2 separate regions of the Hordeum vulgare genome follow, and region 1 is linked to region 2. A link is a contact called in public Hi-C data. All regions are on one chromosome and are shown on one strand. The core of a region is the stretch at or near the end of the contact, and the rest is flanking DNA. Distances in the headings are between cores, read along the strand shown. Region 1 holds the start of LOC123425678 (brefeldin A-inhibited guanine nucleotide-exchange protein 5). Region 2 holds the start of LOC123425677.

The links. Hi-C and Micro-C count contacts between places; a contact is called where the count stands out from the background.
Region 1: a Hi-C map of seedling shows a contact between it and region 2, with 6 times the contacts expected there. The contact joins the promoter of LOC123425678 here to the promoter of LOC123425677 in region 2. A contact is called at or near these places in 3 of 6 Hi-C or Micro-C datasets (leaf and seedling) and 1 of 1 datasets of contacts at active chromatin or transcription factors (embryo).

Annotation. Positions count from the first base shown.
Region 1 is chr2H:163,862,135-163,864,855 of MorexV3_pseudomolecules_assembly, reverse strand. LOC123425678 (brefeldin A-inhibited guanine nucleotide-exchange protein 5) reads right to left here and starts at 1,253. Exons shown (of 32, transcript XM_045109385.1): 1 at 932-1,253; 2 at 638-825. The coding sequence starts at 1,046.
Region 2 is chr2H:163,481,234-163,483,933 of MorexV3_pseudomolecules_assembly, reverse strand. It overlaps LOC123425677, which reads right to left and starts at 1,328. Exons shown (of 16, transcript XM_045109381.1): 1 at 1,041-1,328; 2 at 537-576; 3 at 325-450; 4 at 205-240; 5 at 1-89. The coding sequence starts at 417. LOC123425676 reads right to left here. Exons shown (of 5, transcript XM_045109380.1): 5 at 1,659-2,700. The coding sequence ends at 1,973.

The DNA of each region.
Region 1 (2,721 bases), core at 4-2,503, 380 kb before region 2:
AATGAACTGCCAAATAAACAAAACTATACCAATATAACAAGCATAGAACTGAAGTAAGCATCTTCATTTGCCTGTTTTGTGGTCTTTTTCTAACTGAAAGTTTTGTTGTCTTGTTACAATAACACTTATGTTAAGTTTGTCAACTAAAACCTTTCAGTTATGAATCAATTTGGTAATAGCTGTCTATGCATACGCACTGATTTTACTCTCCGACTCCAAGTTTGGTCCAACATCCAGTACATACATGATGATAGTCTATGACCGATGTCGATCTTGTCAGAATTGTATGCTTGTCAAAACAGTATAGAGACTGTTTACATCCCGAACCCAGATGGCCAAATGCAAGGGGTTGTGTAATGCTTCCAGTCATATGGAATGAACAACAATGGTCTCATACACCATCTATCACCACATCAGCAAATAAAGTATCCCCTACACAGGGCATCCCAGCCCCAAGGACCAATGCCTTTCAGGGGGGCCTGCTGCTGTAGTGAAAGATCAATTCAAGTTTGCTACCGTAGTGAACGATCACTCTTGCCGCACCGCATTTGCGGCGACAATGTAACCCGGTTTCTGGTTTGTAAGCCTCCGGCGGGTGAAGAGGTAGCAACGACCAGGAAAAGGAGACAGACATTACATGGAGGCAGTCGAGCGCCGGCTCGACGAGCTTGATGTGCTTGGTCTCGAAGGCGAGGCGCAGCGGCTGCAGCACCAGCTCGGCCTGGGTGCCCTCCAGCACGCGCCCGGCCGAGGCCAGCACATGCGTGACAGGCGCCGGCGCGCCGTCCTCCTGCTGCTCCTGGGCCGCCGCCCCCTTGATGGCATCTGCGACAGACACGCAAACCAGAGCTTAGTCGATCACCGATCGGGCGCGCGCGCGCAGCTGCGGTATCCCCAATGCGCGGGGTGGTGGCGGAAGGCGTGGACGCACCGAGGTAGGACTGGATGGATTGCTGGAGCGCGGCGAACTTGCCGCGGTTGGCGGAGCACTCCTTGAGCATGGCCTCGAAGGCCCGGGTGACGAAGCCTCCCGCGGCGCCCGCCATGGCCGCGGCGGATCTCCCTCCTCCTCCTCCTCCTCCGGGTCGCGGCGGGGCGAGTGGGGAGGAAATGGAGTGGTTAGATCCGAGGAGAGGGAGGGGACGCGAGATCTGGAGAGAGAGAGAGAGAGAGAGGGGAGGGGGGTTTGGATCTGGGCGCCTCACTCGTCGACCTGTTTCGATCGCGGGTTTCAACGGATCGCCAGGACCATTTGCCAAATTTCTTTCACGGCAATATACTTTGCCTTGCCACGACCTCCCACGCACACGCAGTAGCAGACTATCTGTGCAGAAGATTCGGTGCGTGTGCGCAAAGGTTTAGGCCAGACGGGCCTATGGGAGAACACGTCGACAAACGATGGTTTTGTTTTGTTTTGCTAATCACCTCATCAAGCATTTACAGTTTTGCAATGTATACTCCATCGGTCTCGGTTTATAAATCATGTTACGAAAATCAAATAATCTCAAAATATTAAGGCATGATGCATTAACTTTCACCTTTTTTGTTGTTTTTTAAGATGAATAAAGAAATCAACCAATAAAAGACATGATGCATGTATACTTTTAATGACTTGAGACTAACCTAGCACGACATGCATTGATCAATTCCTTGCATGTAATGGTATTAATTAGTAAAATTAACATTAATTTTTCTCATTTTCCTTTCTGTCTTGATCGCAATGCACAACCTAAGATGACATATACATCTAAATCCGAATACATTCTATCTTCCTAACTGAACAGAGCCCACATATAAAGCCAGGTTGCATTTACTTACGTCTCGGTGTTTGATCTATAGTTGTTATGCTCATTTATGTATAGATCTTAAATCACAAACTCTCTTTGCATATTTATCCCATACAAATTCTTACCATCATTTGGTAAAATAATGTAATCATGATACTGGTTCACGTCATTGTACCATGTATATGATTAATAATTTTAGAAACATGGTACAGAAGCAAACAGTCACAATACACGCACACTTACACTTATGAATAAGTGCATGCGCTCTTGTTCTATGAGCACCTTTGAAATATTGAGTCGGGAGATCTTGAAATTGACGTAGTCGTGAGGTACCCCACAGTTGTGGGGCACATCATATTATTAAAAAATTAATGTACGAGAGACTGAAATAAATTCAAAAAATATGTGAGCACTTGTATCAAATCTAAGATTTGAAGCCGGGTGGGTTGGTTTCATCTAAGTTAAGCTTGGTTTTTCAAAAAAAAGGCTTAGTTCCCATGACTCACAATTTTAGGTCCTCTTTGGTTAACCCAATTTTCAAATCAAGAGAATAGGAAAAGGTTTGATTAAAGTATTATCTTATATTAACTTGGATCTTTTATAGGATTATAATGCTACATGATTTTACATGAGAGTGTTTGATATAACATAGAAAGAACAAAGAAAACTATTAAGAGGTTTGAGTGGACCAAAAAAGTCCTCGCTAATAAAGTTGAAGTATCGTAGGGATACCGCTTCGTCTCATGGCTCTCGGGTAAATAAGGCGATTAGAGTTTCACCTAGCTCCCATCGACGCGAGTAGTGGAGCCAGGCCTCGGGCACACAAGGCCCAGGCCGAGGGCGTGGAAACTTTTACCATCAATTATCTATATAGAATTTTGTATGGGACTCGGGTTCAACCTAGTCAAAGTAGGTCCAAATACCGGATGGGTTG
Region 2 (2,700 bases), core at 79-2,578:
CCGACCCTAGCAGTAGAAGCAGCTCTGTGTGTCACCTTGGCAGTAGCTCTCCCAGTCCCAGATACCTTAACAGCAGCCCTGTCAGACTCCTGATATGTACAATGGAGCTAGTCAACGCCTCGGCAACAAAAGACTATCTGCTTCAAGACTAGCGCAGCAAACAAAACAATTTGTCCGTTTGATGGAGACGATGGGTTCACATACCATCATCGTATCAAACGGGGGAGCGTCTTCATCCAACTGTAACAGCGGATAATCGGATGAGCTGAGCATCGTCTGTCGAGCAGAATATAAAGGGGAATTTCAGAAAAGGTTGAGCGTTACCGCCGTCTGTCTGCGTTGGTAGCTTGCCATGTTGTAAACCACAAATAGGATTATCATCAAGCACAGAACAAGCAGACGCAGCCTCAGTCTCATCTTAGAGCAGTGACAGCAGCTCCTGTGACCATTCTGCAGAACCAAGCAACCCTGCATTTTAGCAGGATTTCACAACAAATGAAGCATTAAGTAAATGAAGGAAGCACAAGGGAACCCACCTTGTCCCACTAGGCGCTACTTTTCTCCGTTCATGGAACCCTGCATTCACGACATAAAAAAAACTGCAGAGGCTGAGTATGTTTTCAGAGTGACGACAGAACCCTGGGGCGTTACTTGATGAAAACACTGAAGAGAAACGACATTCGATCCCTTTAAAAAATGTCATTCCGTTTGTTCGCTTCGCGCGAGCAACAAAGAAAAAAGGACGGCCCTCTCATCATCAACCAATCAATCAATAAATCCCTTGCAAGCACGAGACACACGACGCACATATTGCCCTGCGCGTCGGTGACGTGACGATGTCTACACATCCACGGCCAAGTCACCCTGTCCACCCGCAGCTCGCGGCGAACGGCGAGGCGCGCTCTGGGATTTGGAAACGCGGGTGCGAGGACGCGCAGCCAGCGCGCAATCGGAGTGTAGAAATCTCGAAACCCAATCGATACACGGAGACGGAGATACTACTGGAGTGCTGGGCATGAGGAGAAGATAAGGGACAATACCGCGGAGGCGGATGGGGCAACCGGGGCGGACGAGGGACGATCGGCGGAGAGGCGTCTCGTCGTCTCCTCTCCTCCGCGCGGAGGGCACGGGCGCCGCTGCTATCTCGTGGAGGAGGAAGAGGAGGAGGAAATGCCTTGGAGAGAGATCGGGAAAGGCACGGGCGCGCGCGGAGGCGGAGCCAGACGCGGCCGCTTGAGCGGGCGGGCGAGACAGCGACGTTCGGAGGAAGGGTGACCCGCACCCGTCACTCGCAGCGGCGCCACGCGAGGTGACGACGACCCGACTGACTGGCGACTGGCGAGGGAGAGAGAGGCAGCGCCGGGGTGATGCCGCCACAGGAGACGGGCGTTGCGCGATGCGAGCAGCCCGTTTCGGCTCGGCTGCCTGCCACGACCGGGTTTTCCGCTTGGTTTGTTTCGTGGTTCCCTCGGTCCCCGCGCGGCCCAGGAATGTGGAGGCCCCGACCCACCACAGCTGCTTCAATTTCAACCCCCTCAAAAAAAAAATGCTTCAATTTCAATGCTACTCTTGACAAACTACCCTCTCTTGTTGCTCCAGATCACGACGTCCCCGAACCAAGAGCAAAAAAGGAATTGACTCCTACAGACATCAACACCTGTCTCCAAAATTCTGCGCTGGCATATACTTGACCAAGGAAAGTTCTAAGGGTATTACATATACAGTTATAACAGACATATATATAGCGCCTAACAACTCGGATCACATCTCTACAGACAAAAGTTGCGCTTCATCTAGCTGACCTTAAACAAAACACCAGGAAAACCACCACTCCTTCCTGTTACAAAACATCCTGATTCCCTTTGCCTAGTCTTTGACAGGGTGGTACACAACACTGGATGGAGCTACTCTAGGACCTCCTTGTAGGATTGTACACAACACGTCTGCATATCCACGGCGTCGCTTCTCCCTGTCACCGTCGAGTCCTCTTCCTGCCTTTGCTAGGACTGTCTTGCGGCGGCACAGTGGCGGCGCGCTTTTGCCCGCTCTTTGGAGGCCGCCCGACCCCTCGCTTCTTGGCGGCTGGCACGCTTCTCTCAACGGTTTTTTCATCAGCAGTTGCCGCTGCATCCGCGGGGTCGTCCTTGGTCTCGCTCTCACCCTGGCTGACAGTGCTTCCGCTCTCCCTTGAGGAAACCTTGCTTCTCTTTGCATCACGAGGCACATGACGTACCGGCGGCAATGTTCGAGAAATTTTCTTGGTTGCAGGGGCACTAGCAGCCCCTGCCGCCGCCTTCTTGCTTACTGGGTCACTTGCAACCCTTGCAGCAGTCTTCTTGATTACAGGCTCACTCGCTATCCCTGCCGCCGTCTTCTTGATTACAGGCTCACTCGCTATCCCTGCAGCCGCCTTCTTGGCTACAGGCTCACTAGCTATCCCAGCCACTGTCTTCTTCATCACAGGCTCACTTGTTATCCCAGCCACTGTCTTCTTTATTACAGGCTCACTAGCTAGCGCTGCCGTGGTCTTCTTTAATACAGGCTCAGCAGCGGTCTTATTGATTGCAGGGCCACTAGCGATCCTTGCCTTGGTCTTCTTGATTACAGGGTCACTAGCTATCGCTGCCGGTTCACAATTAATGGATGGTGCGACTGAACGCTGTTGCAACGTTTTGCATATGAGACCTCGAAGTTCGATTG